Regions from separate parts of the Mus musculus genome. Here regions 2 and 3 are each linked to region 1. A link is a contact called in public ChIA-PET and promoter capture Hi-C data. All regions are on one chromosome and are shown on one strand. The core of a region is the stretch at or near the end of the contact, and the rest is flanking DNA. Distances in the headings are between cores, read along the strand shown. Region 1 holds the start of E430018J23Rik (RIKEN cDNA E430018J23 gene). Region 2 has its middle 4.5 kb from the start of Gm51458. Region 3 holds the start of Mylpf (myosin light chain, phosphorylatable, fast skeletal muscle).

Region 1 (3,644 bases), core at 558-3,057:
ATGCATCCTGGGCACTCACTGTCAGCAGCCTCCCAGAGCCGAAGCTCCCTGTGTCACTCGGACCTTGGCACAATCTGCTGGGAGATCTGAAATCACTCTGGGCCATGGGAAGTCATACCTGCTCCATCTTTAAGTTTAGTACAGTGAGCAGAAACCTGATCTTGACCCAATGTATTTGCACCAAGACATAGAAGAAAGGCAGGGAAAATTATGGGTGCATGACAAAGGAAGATAGCCCCTTGTCCTGAAGTCTGGCTGAAGCGCCTCCCCAGTGAGAAAGAAAGAAATTTAGCAAATTAACATTTGCTGTGAATGATGCTGAGTACAGATAAGATTCCTTTCTTTTTTTTCTTTCTTTTTTCCTTTTTTTTTTTTTTTTTTGTTTGTTTTTTCGAGACAGGCTTTCTAGGTAGCCCTAGCTGTCCTGGAACTCATTCTGTAGACCAGGCTGGCCTCAAACTCTGAAATCCGCCTGCCTCTGCCTCCCAAGTGCTGGGATTAAAGGCGTGTGCCACCACTGCCCAGCCAAGATTCCTTTCATAGGTAGGTATTTTATATTAAAATAGCAATGAACCAGACTGAAAACCTGGATGTATATGACCGTGAGTAGGGCCTCATTCCTCTCTTGGATATTTCATGGGAATCTCACAATCTTCCCAGAAACTTTAATTCCTTCCTGGAAGTGAAGGGGAAAAAAAATCCAGATGGGCAGATGTAGAGTTTTAGAAGATTAGGTCGTGAATGTTCCGAGTGTCCTGGCTGATCAAAGACCAGCTCTATGATCTCAGACATGTGTCAAGGACAGTATTTCTCAACTACTTTGAGATGTGTAGACCAAGCTGGTGGAAACAACCTCTGAGACTGCTATACTTTCTAGCTTATTAATATTCTTCCTGCCACAGGCTTTCTGGGGCTCCACAATACACTGACCAGAAGAAAAACACCAAACACCTGTTAATTCCTGAGTCCAGCCATTGCTGGACCTCCATCTTGCTGACAGGGTTCAGGATCCCAGGCTGGAACTAACAACTATCCTGTGACTTTAGGTGTTTCATGTTTGTTATCCAGTAAAGGCTGTAAAGAGGGATGTTGCTGTTATTTGCTGTCTAAACTAAGGCACACAAGTCATAAATGTGCAGATTGCCCACTCCATTGTTCCCTTATCATTCTAAATTCCAGACCAGTCCAGGATGCGACCTGGCTGCAAAAGCTAAATCAAGGAACCTGAAACAAAGTGACGCTGATGAGGTCCAGTCACCAAAGTTAACTTCCTTGCTTAACCCATTGTGTGAAAGACTGACTAACGCAACAGTGCACCCAAGTCCCCCTTGCTTTGTGTTTTCATCCTATGAAAACGTTATATAAGCTCTGTTCCGGGATGCTGTTCAGCTCCCAAATTGGCCACTACATACGCGTGCACAGAAATAAAGCTTTCATTTTTAAACTTCTATCTCTGAAATGAGTTTTCTCAGATTCTACCCCAACCCAAAATTCACAGACTGCTTCCACCTAGCTTAACTTGAGAGTGGTGTGAACACACAGAATCTGTACCATTCCTCAACTGCACGATACTCGCGGTCCTGGAGTCCCCGCCCACATAGGCACGTCCACTTCAGTCTTGGTCTTAGATTGGCACTTGTAGACACTTTGGCCATTTTGGATGAGGGCTAGAAAACAATGACCCAGGAAATCCGGTGACGTAACCTTGGGCGGGACCCCAGGGATCAAGGTTCTTGTTACTCCCCGCCCCGCCCCGCCCCGCCCCGCCCCCACACGTTTATGCACAAATACTGCTACCATTTCTATGAGTTCATCACCACGTCTTGCATCTGTACCTGCTTCTAGGAATCTTCAATTTTCACCTACATTAGGGTGCTCACGGACCTGATATATGTCCTTTCTCAGCCCTGGTACCCCACCGCGGCAACCTAGGATCTGGCAGGCGATCCAGGGGACGCCAGGCAGATCACGGAACAGTGCGGGGAGTCCCCATGGCGCCGCGGATGGCCCCGGAAAGGGCCTCCGCTTGGCCTGCATTCCTTAAGCCTGGGACTGTGAGCTTCGCGGACGTGGCCGTGTACTTCTCCCCGGAGGAGTGGAGGTGTCTGCGGCCGGCGCAGAGAACCCTGTACCGAGAGGTGATGCGCGAGACCTATGGTCTCCTGGCCTCTCTGGGTGAGAACCTTCCTGGCCGCCTGGGTTCGCGTAGCCCTTGACACTGTGGGTCATGCGGTGGATCGGAGTTCCCTGGGTACGGGTGGTCGTAACAAGTGGGTCGACCTGACTCGTGGGGTTTGCTATCTTTCCCTCCAGAAGTCGGGGGCGACAAACCAGCGCTCATCTGCTGGGTGGAGGAAGAGTCCGAAGTGTGGGGACCCGGTGCCCAGGAGCCAGAGGTGGCCATGTGCAGGACAGAAGTCCACTCAGGTGAAGGACTGGGTACTTGCCTGGGGAAACTTCTGTGTTGCCAGCCTGTGTGGTGTCTTCTAGTGACTGCACTTACTGCCTGGCAGTTTCTTCCCTGTTTTTCTGTTTCTTGGCCAAAGCCATGATGGCTGGCCCCTGGATTCATCTGAAAAGGGTTCTGTCCAGTGCTCTCACCTCATATCTACAGGGTCACTAGGCTGTATAGGTTGTAGCCCCTCGTTCCCACTCCTCTGCTGCCATCTCTGTGACTGCGTTCTGGAGTCTCCTTCAGTTCTTGCTGTCCACCTCTGACAAGTGCTTAGCTCACTGCACTTGGGAATGGGGACCACACAGACACCTTTCTTTATGCTGCATCTGGACATCTGTGCACCACGCATGCTCAGATGCTGTGGCCTCTCCCCTCCTGTGCCCTGTTTCCATGTGGGGCTGTGGGAATCGAGGGGCAGTAGAGTCAGAGTCTGAGCTTTGTCATGGTCTCCCAGCAGATTGCAGGCACGAGAAGGAAGGGAAGAGACCAAGGGAAGAGACCAAGGCAACCAAGAAGATACTTTCTCCAGAAGCTGGGCCTATGGAGCCACGCCCCTCCTTTGCTTCCCCTTCTTGCAACTTGGAGCTGCTTTTCAAGAACTCTCAGCAGGGGCACCCCACTGTTGCGGTGCACAACCCTATCCTAAAAGCAGACCAGCGTCATGGGTGCCATGTGTGTGGGAAGAGTTTTGCCCACCAGTCCAAACTGGTGGAGCACCTGTACACTCACACAGGTGAAAAGCCATTTCAGTGCCCAGACTGCGACAAGTATTTCGGCCGGGCTTCTTCCCTGAGCATGCATCGAGCCATACACCGAGGGGAACGGCCGCATCAGTGTCCTGACTGTGGGAAGAGTTTTACCCAGCGGTCCACATTGGTGGCGCACATGTACACTCACACAGGCGAAAAGCCGTTCCATTGCCCTGACTGCAACAAATCTTTCAGCCGGCCTTCTTCCCTGAGCTCTCACCGGGCCATACACAGAGGGGAACGGCCTCATTGTTGCTCTGACTGTGGCCGAGCTTTCACGCATCGCTCTGGCCTCATTGCCCATCTCCGTGTCCACACTGGGGAGAAGCCTTACTGTTGTGCTGATTGTGGACGCTGCTTCAGCCAGAGCTCTGGGCTCCGTGAGCACCAGCGGGTGGTACACAGCGGTGTGACCCCCTTCACTTGCACTCACTGCGGCA
Region 2 (3,644 bases), core at 496-2,995, 240 kb before region 1:
TGCTTCGAGGAAAATCTGTGACTGTGAAAGATGTTTTCAGAGCACAATAAAGCAAGACTTCTGGTTATGTTTTGTTTGACACAAGCTGTGTAATAGCCATGGCCAGTCTGGAGCTTGGTTTGTGGAACAAACTGGCTTCAAACTTGTGGCCACCCTCCTTCTGCTGCCACCAACCAGTTTTATCACACACAGTCCACATGTTCATTGTGGAGAATCTAGAAATGGATATCTCAAAGTCTTTGACCAGGTTAGAGACTGGTCAGTGTTACCAGATTTTCCTCCAAGGAAGCAACGCTGAAATACTCTTATATAATGTTTGAGAGCCTCCCTCCCTCCCTCCCTCTCTCCCCCCCGCCTCTTTCTTTCTTTTAAATGTATATGAGTCCTCTATCTTCAATGTACACTTGCATGCCCAAAGAAGGCATTAGATCGCATTACAGATGGTTGTGAGCCACCATGTGGTTGCTGGGAATTGAACCTGGGACCTTTGGAAAAGCACCTAGTGCTTTTTTTGTTTTGTTTTGTTTTTGTTTTTTTGAGGTTTTTTTGTATAGCCCTGGATGTCCTGGAACTCACGGCCGGCCTCGAAATCAAAAAAAGGCCTGCCTCTGCCTCACGAGTGCTGGGATTAAAGGTGTGGGCCACCACGCCCGGCTGTACCTAGTGCTCTTAATTGCTGAGCCATCTCTCTAGTCTCTGAAAGTGTCTGTTCTTATATGCTAATATAATAATACTATTTATGTTTGGATATTTCATGGTTATTTTAAAATTTATTTATTATTGTGTGAGTGTTTTGCCTATATGTACAGATGTGTACTGTGTACTTGACCCACAAATGTCAGAAGATCATATTAGATCCTTGGAACTGGAGATATGAATGGTAGTAAGCTGCTGTGTAGGTGCTGGGAACTGAACCCAGTCCTCCACAAGTGCAAGAAGTGCTCCTAACCCCTGAGCCATGTTTCCAGGCCCTCCTGGTTATTCTTAAGTTGCATGATGAAAGTTGTTTTATAATAAACATGGTAAGCAGAAATAGAAACCATGGGAGAAGCTGAAATCTGAAGAAAGCATTGCACTTCTTGAAGGTAGTTGATGTCTCCTGAGCTGATTTGAATGAGAAATGTGCCAGTGAGTATTCTAAATCACCTAACCCATCCAGGAAAGATATAATTCAACTGGAATTCCAAAATAGACCAACAAACAAATGACTTGTGATTGGCATGGGATGGCATGGTGTGAGCCCAGCAGGACAGAGTTAAGTCACAGCTCATCAGAGCAGGTATCGTTAGCTAAGGTGCTTGCTACATCTCTGAACTTCAATTCTTTGTATTGTTTTGGTTTTGATGTTTTGTTTGAGACAGGGTCTCTCCATGTAACCCTTGCTGTCCTGGAACTCACTCTATAGACCAGGCTAGCCTAGAACTCGCAGAGATCCCTTAGCCTCTGCCTCCTGAGTGCTGGGATTAATGGTTGTGTGCCACCATGCCTGGCTAGGTTTGGGGACTGTTTTGTTTTGTTCTGTTTTGATAAGAGTTTCTCTGTGTAGCCTTGGCTGTCCTGGAATTCACTGTGTAGTGGGATAAGCTGGTCTCCAGCTCGCAGATTTCAGCCTGCCTTTTGCCTCTGCCTCTGCCTCTAGAATGTGAGATGAAAGGTGTGTGCCACCACACTGGGTAGAACTTCAATTTCCATAAGCTAGGGGCAGCCTGTCAGGGGCTAGGGCTGTAGCTAATTAGCATTTTCCTAACATTCTGAGTTACAGCACCGCAGCATAAGTGTGTGGGGTGGGGTGGCAGTGAGGTAGGCTTGAATTCAGAGGTTGTGGCAGGAAGATGAGAACTTCAAAGGAAATTGGGCTTCATAGAGAGTTGAAGACCAGCCTGTTCAGTATAGCAAGACCCTACAAAAAATAAAAACAGAAGAGGAAGGGAAGGGGTAAGGCAGGGCTGGCTCGCACCAAGCCTGGTGCAGGATCTTCAAGATCCCCATTAAAAATACCAAAATGATCTTCTTACCAATTGGATGGTTCTAGGGCCAACTTGTTTTATTCTTTGTGAGTGGTCCTTGAAAGAGGGCAAGGCAGGTAGACTTATTATTTATCTAGTAACTCCAAAGGCCAGATAATCACTTACTGTATCTGCTTTGTTATTGTTGTTTCAGGTTTTTTGTTGTTTGTTTAGACATCACTACTACCTAGATGTGAGTTTCTGTTGGGATTAAGGTCACTGTTCTTTTTGTTTTGTTTTGTTTTGTTTTGTTTTTTGTTTTATTTTTGAGACAGGGTTTCTCTGTGTAGCCCTGGCTGTCCTGGAACTCACTTTGTAGACCAGGCTGGCCTCGAACTCAGAAATCTGCCTGCCTCTGCCTCCCAAGTGCTGGGATTAAAGGCATGTGCCACCACGCCCGGCTCTAAGGTCACTGTTCTTTTGCTATGAAGAAACACCATGACCAAGGCAACTCTTACAAAAAAAAAAAAAATAAAAAAATAAAAAAGAAAGAAAGAAAGAAAGAAAGAAAGAAAAGAAAAAGAAAAAGAAAAAGAAAAAGAAAAAGAAAAAGAAAAAGAAAAAGAAAAAGAAAAAGAAAAAGAAAAAGAAAAAGAAAAAAGAAAAAGAAAAAAAAATCAGGGGCTGGCTTACAGTTTCAGAGAATCAGTCCATTATCATCATCATGGCAGAGAGCATGACACCAAGCATGGTGCTGGAAGAGTCACAAAGAGCTACATCCTGATCCTCTAGAGGGGTGGGGGTGGGGGAGACTGGACTTAGCTTGGGCTTTTGAAACCTTAAAGCTCACTCCCAGTGACATGCCTCCTCTAACAAGGTCACACTATTGTTTTCAAACAGTGCCTCTGTTTAGTCACTGAGCATTCAAACACATGAGCGAACGGGGCTGTGCCAGAGTTGAGTATTTGTCCTGGTGGCTTTAAAGGCCTCACATCCACACTCCTAACAACTGTGGTCCTGGTTCGTACTGTGCGTCCCTGGGCTTCCTGTGTCTATCTGACTCTATTGAACTTGTTCTAGAGCAAAGATTGGAGACATGGCTTTCTGCACACACAATACAAAGCTGGGCATGGTAGCACACACCCGTATACCAGCACTCATGAGTCTCAGGCGGAAGAGTTGTGAAGTATGTGTGTGTGTGTGTGTGTGTGTGTGTGTGTGTGTGTGTGTGTGTGACTGATATGAAGACTCTGGTGGTTTGATTAAGAATGGTTCCCATAGGGGCTGGTGAGATGGCTCAGTGGGTAAGAGCACCCGACTGCTCTTCCGAAGGTCCAGAGTTCAAATCCCAGCAACCACATGGTGGCTCACAACCATCCGTAATGAGATCTGATGCCCTCTTCTGGTGTCTGAAGACAGCTACAGTGTACTTACATATAATCAATAAATAAATTATTAAAAAAAAAAAAGAATGGTTCCCATAGACTCATAGATTTGAATGCTGGGTCAGCAGGGAACGACATTAGGAGTGGCTTTGTTGGAGGAAGTGTGTCACCGGAGGTGGGCTTTGAGGTCTCACGTGCTCAGCAGGCCTAGTGTGTCTCCTCTGCCTTTAGATCAGGAACTAGAACTCTCAGCTCCCCCTCCTGTCTGCCTGTGGTCAGCTATGTTTCCCACCATCAGGATAATAGACTGACC
Region 3 (3,644 bases), core at 710-3,209, 180 kb after region 1:
TGGAAAGAGCAACCAGGGTCTTGGGTGGAGAACCTTTTACTCACCCTTAAGCTTTTCCCCAAACATGGTCAGGAAGACAGTGAAGTTGATGGGCCCACTGGCTTCCTTCATCATAGCGTCGAGTTCCTCATTCTTCACATTGAGACGGCCTGAATGGGGTGAGCGTTAGGGGTTGGAGTTGGGTGTTGGGGACCAGAGGTGTGCTTCTCATAAGCTTATATTAGCTCATTCATTTTTTTCATCTGGGCAGATTAAGGCCTGAAGCCACTGGATTCCCCTCCAACTCCATAGCTTTCAACATTTATAGATAGGAGTAGGGGCCTCACCCATGGCTGCAAAGGTGTCCCGAAGATCCTCTTTGTCGATAATGCCATCCCTGTTCTGATCAATTACAGTGAACGCCTGTGGAGGGGTAGGGGTGAGGACAGATGAAACCAGGAATTGGCCCAAGGCAGATCAGATTCTGGCCCTGAGCCAGCTGTCCCCCTCCACCCTTTGAAGGGAGGGGAAGGATTCTCCTCCTCCCTCAACAGGTGCACTTTCTGGGAAGGAGGGGTAGGGAGGAGGGTGGGGAGGAGGGTTGGGGAGGCTTTCCTTAGCCTCCCACTCTCACCTCCTTGAACTCCTGGATCTGAGTCTGGTCAAACATGGAGAAGACGTTGGAGCTCCCTTCCGCTCCTGCCCTTCTCTTGGCCTTCTTGGGTGCCTGTGAGGGTAAAGGTTGAACAGGGGAGTTACAGGCCAGTTCCTGTACCTCTCTCCTGGGAGCAGCAAACCAGACTTTTGTTTCTGTTAAGGACAGGGTCTCATGGAGCCCTCAGACTTGCTACTTAACAGAGGATGACCTTGGCCTGCTCACCGTGCCTCCGTCTCTAACCTTGACCGTGCGAGTTCCAGGGTTAGCGTCACGAGCAGCACATCCTATTTTATTTGGTTGCTTGTGCATGCTAGGCAGGCTACATCCTCAACCCCAACCCTGTCCCTCCCCACCCCCACCCTGAGACGTGGTCTCATGATTTAGCCCTGGGGCCTATTCTATAGACCCAGTCTTCCTTTCCTTGAACCCAGGAGATCTGCCTGCTTCTTCCTGCTGAGAATAAAGATATTCATCACCACACCCAGATTCTCCTCCTCTTTTCTTTTTGTTTTTCTTTTTTAGACTGGTCTCACTGCATAACTCAGGCTGGCCTTGAACTCCTGGACTCCTGGATTCCTACCTCTTCAGGCTTTAAAGCAGTTGAAATTACAGGCATACCCATTATGCCTGATCAGATTCAGATTCGGAGTTCTTTGAGTCCATTTTTATAGAATAACTCTTCTTTTTCTTGGCACCTCTTGGCTAAGGGGCCTCATTTTGGCTGTGTGTCTTAATTCCCAACTATAGCTCCCAGATCACTTCATCCTGACTGACAAGTGCCCTTCTCAGAATCCTCTGCCTGCCAACTTGGCGTCCATACTTGCTAGCTTAATCTACTCACTGGCCCTATCTGAACCTCTAGTTCCCACTTACAAAATGCAAGCAGGATCATCTCATTCGTCTGAGGACTTTAGGAAATGATAGAAAGGGGTGGAACAGACTTTGAACAGGTCTACCCCTACCCCTAGACATCATGGTTAGATATCTGAGCATATTATCCTTGACTGAACCTTTCAGCCCATCACTCTCCTCTGGCCCCATTCTGGTGCTAAGAGAGAGGGTTCATATTTTGCCTGTAGTTGGAATGAGAAGCAGCACCCTTTTTTTTTTTTTGAAGGGTAGGGCTATCCTGAGCTAATGCTAGGTTGGGAGGAATCTTCACTCACCATGTCTTAGATCTCCTGGGGGCAAGGCAGTAGCTCCAGATGGAAAAAGGAAGAGAATCTGCTTGGAGCAGTTCTTCTGGGGTTATATAGTCCTGCCCCGGCAGCCCTTAACATACCGTGGTAACCTTAGCCCTGTGGATACCCACCCCAGATACTAAAATAGCCCAGCTCAGGGGCCTCTCCTTTCTTGGAGGCCTGCAGCAGCTGGAGCCCAGGAAGGGAGGGGGAGGAGGCCTTGGGATGCAAGTCTCGTTAGGACCTAGGTAGGAAGGGATGTTCTTTCTCCCAAAGGGGGACTGCAGTGTGCCAGGATTCAGAGGGGCTCAGGGAAGCCCACAGTTCTGGAAGAGATGAACTAGACTTTTGAGCCCCTGAGTGGGGTGGGCACAGATCTAAACTCAGTAAGCATTTTGTGCCAATAGACAGTATGCTTGGTTTTGTGGGTTCACTTTAGCAAGCAAGCAGGCAAGTAAGCAAATGACAACAGCAAAACTCAGCAGGAAGCTAAGGAAGTGAGTGAGGTGAGGACCAGTGAGCAGACCGCAGGGCACATGGGCAAAGGCCAGCACAGTGAAAGTCAGCTGTTAGGATTGCCAGAATCAGGATGGGGCTTGATGTTAAGGTTGGTGACCAAATGCTGTGGGGTTTGCAACAACAAGCAGAGACATCATCGGTGCACTTGAAAAGAAAGGATTGAAGCAAGAGAGGTTTAGGCTTTTTTTTTTTTTTTTTTTTGGTTTTTTTGAGACAGGGTTTCTCTATATAGTCCTGGCTGTCCTGGAACTCACTCTGTACACCAGGCTGGCCTTGAACTCAGAAATCCACCTGCCTCTGCCTCCCAAGTGCTGGGATTAAAGGCGTGCGCCACCACGCCCTGCAAGGTTTAGGCTTCTTGCTGGACCTCAGAGAAAACACAGAGGCCCCAGCCATCCTCTCCCAGGTAGCATAACCAGTATCTTTTCCTTTCTGGGAAAATGCTAGCTTGGCTGATGTTGTGACTTTCATAATGTTCTGGGCCTCAGTGGCCCATACTGATCCATGCAGTGGGAATCTAGGGAAACCGCAGTATAGGAACCCCAGGCTGGCAATGGTACGCATCTCCTCCTGCTCCCTTTAGGACCTGATGTCCTGAGGAATGTGTTCCCTCCCTTGCCCTCCTCCAGTCCATGCCAATGCCACTAAGACATTTTCTTTTCTGGGCACTGGGGCCCAGCCACCTGTTGTCTCTAAGAAGAGAGAAGGAGCCACCCTAAACTTAGCAGCTGCCCTTGGCCTTCGCACAGCCCCTCCCGGCTTTAGTTGGCAGCTGTTTTGCCTTATATGGGTACCACATATGGGTACCACGGAGGGGGCTACGTCATGCAGGAGCCCACTCATTAGTGCATTCTGGGAGGTGAGAAAGACTCCAAAAAGGGAATGGGATTTGTGGACTTCTCAGTAAACTTGAATCAAAGGGGAAGATGGAGAAGTTATGAAAAGAAGATCTGACAGGTCCTCACCGGGTCCGGGTCAGAGCTGGAAGCGGGAAAGTAAGCTGACAAGACTAAGGAGCTTCAAAAGACAGAAAGGGATAGGGACATTGAGAGCTAGGTCTCACTAGGATTTTGAGAGTGGCCTTATGGATTTGGTAGTCCACTCATCCTGGGGCTCAAGAGAATGAGAACAGAGGAAGCAGTGTTTAGAAGTGGGAAGGTTCCTGGTTCAGCGGTGGCCTTTAGTCTCAGAACTCAGGAGACAGAGGCAGGCGGATCTCTGAGTTTGAGGCCAGCATGGTCTTCAGAGTGAGTTCCAGGACAGACGTGCAGGGCCACACAGAGACACTGTCTTGAAAATAAATAAAT

The links. Promoter capture Hi-C pulls out the DNA fragments that hold promoters and counts their contacts. ChIA-PET counts read pairs in DNA pulled down with a chosen protein or histone mark.
Region 2: a contact with region 1 is called in an RNA polymerase II ChIA-PET map of memory CD8 T cells, with 8 read pairs. The contact joins the enhancer-like site here to the promoter of E430018J23Rik in region 1. A contact is called at or near these places in 1 of 39 promoter capture datasets (cranial neural crest), 1 of 484 Hi-C or Micro-C datasets (cortical neurons) and 2 of 115 datasets of contacts at active chromatin or transcription factors (memory CD8 T cells and microglia).
Region 3: a contact with region 1 is called in a promoter capture Hi-C map of fetal liver, with 2.6 times the contacts expected there. The contact joins the promoter of Mylpf here to the promoter of E430018J23Rik in region 1. A contact is called at or near these places in 1 of 39 promoter capture datasets (fetal liver), 3 of 115 datasets of contacts at active chromatin or transcription factors (embryonic stem cells and pancreatic cancer cells) and 3 of 9 other capture datasets (adipose tissue, liver and pancreatic islet).

Annotation. Positions count from the first base shown.
Region 1 is chr7:127,391,784-127,395,427 of GRCm38.p6, reverse strand. E430018J23Rik (RIKEN cDNA E430018J23 gene) reads left to right here and starts at 1,807. Exons shown (of 3, transcript NM_198011.2): 1 at 1,807-2,175; 2 at 2,314-2,427; 3 at 2,913-3,644. The coding sequence starts at 1,992. It also overlaps a transcript of Zfp764 not described here.
Region 2 is chr7:127,630,767-127,634,410 of GRCm38.p6, reverse strand. No RefSeq gene overlaps it. Among named protein-coding and RNA genes, the nearest start is that of Gm51458, 4.5 kb to the left of the region's middle. Within about 2 kb of position 1,745, at least 9 of the 459 cell types and tissues checked have an H3K27ac peak or open chromatin away from gene starts, as enhancers often do. A contact at or near this core is called in memory CD8 T cells, where this site is marked.
Region 3 is chr7:127,209,923-127,213,566 of GRCm38.p6, reverse strand. It overlaps Mylpf (myosin light chain, phosphorylatable, fast skeletal muscle), which reads right to left and starts at 1,959. Exons shown (of 7, transcript NM_016754.5): 1 at 1,804-1,959; 2 at 614-706; 3 at 327-402; 4 at 45-149. The coding sequence starts at 1,806. It also overlaps a transcript of Septin1 not described here.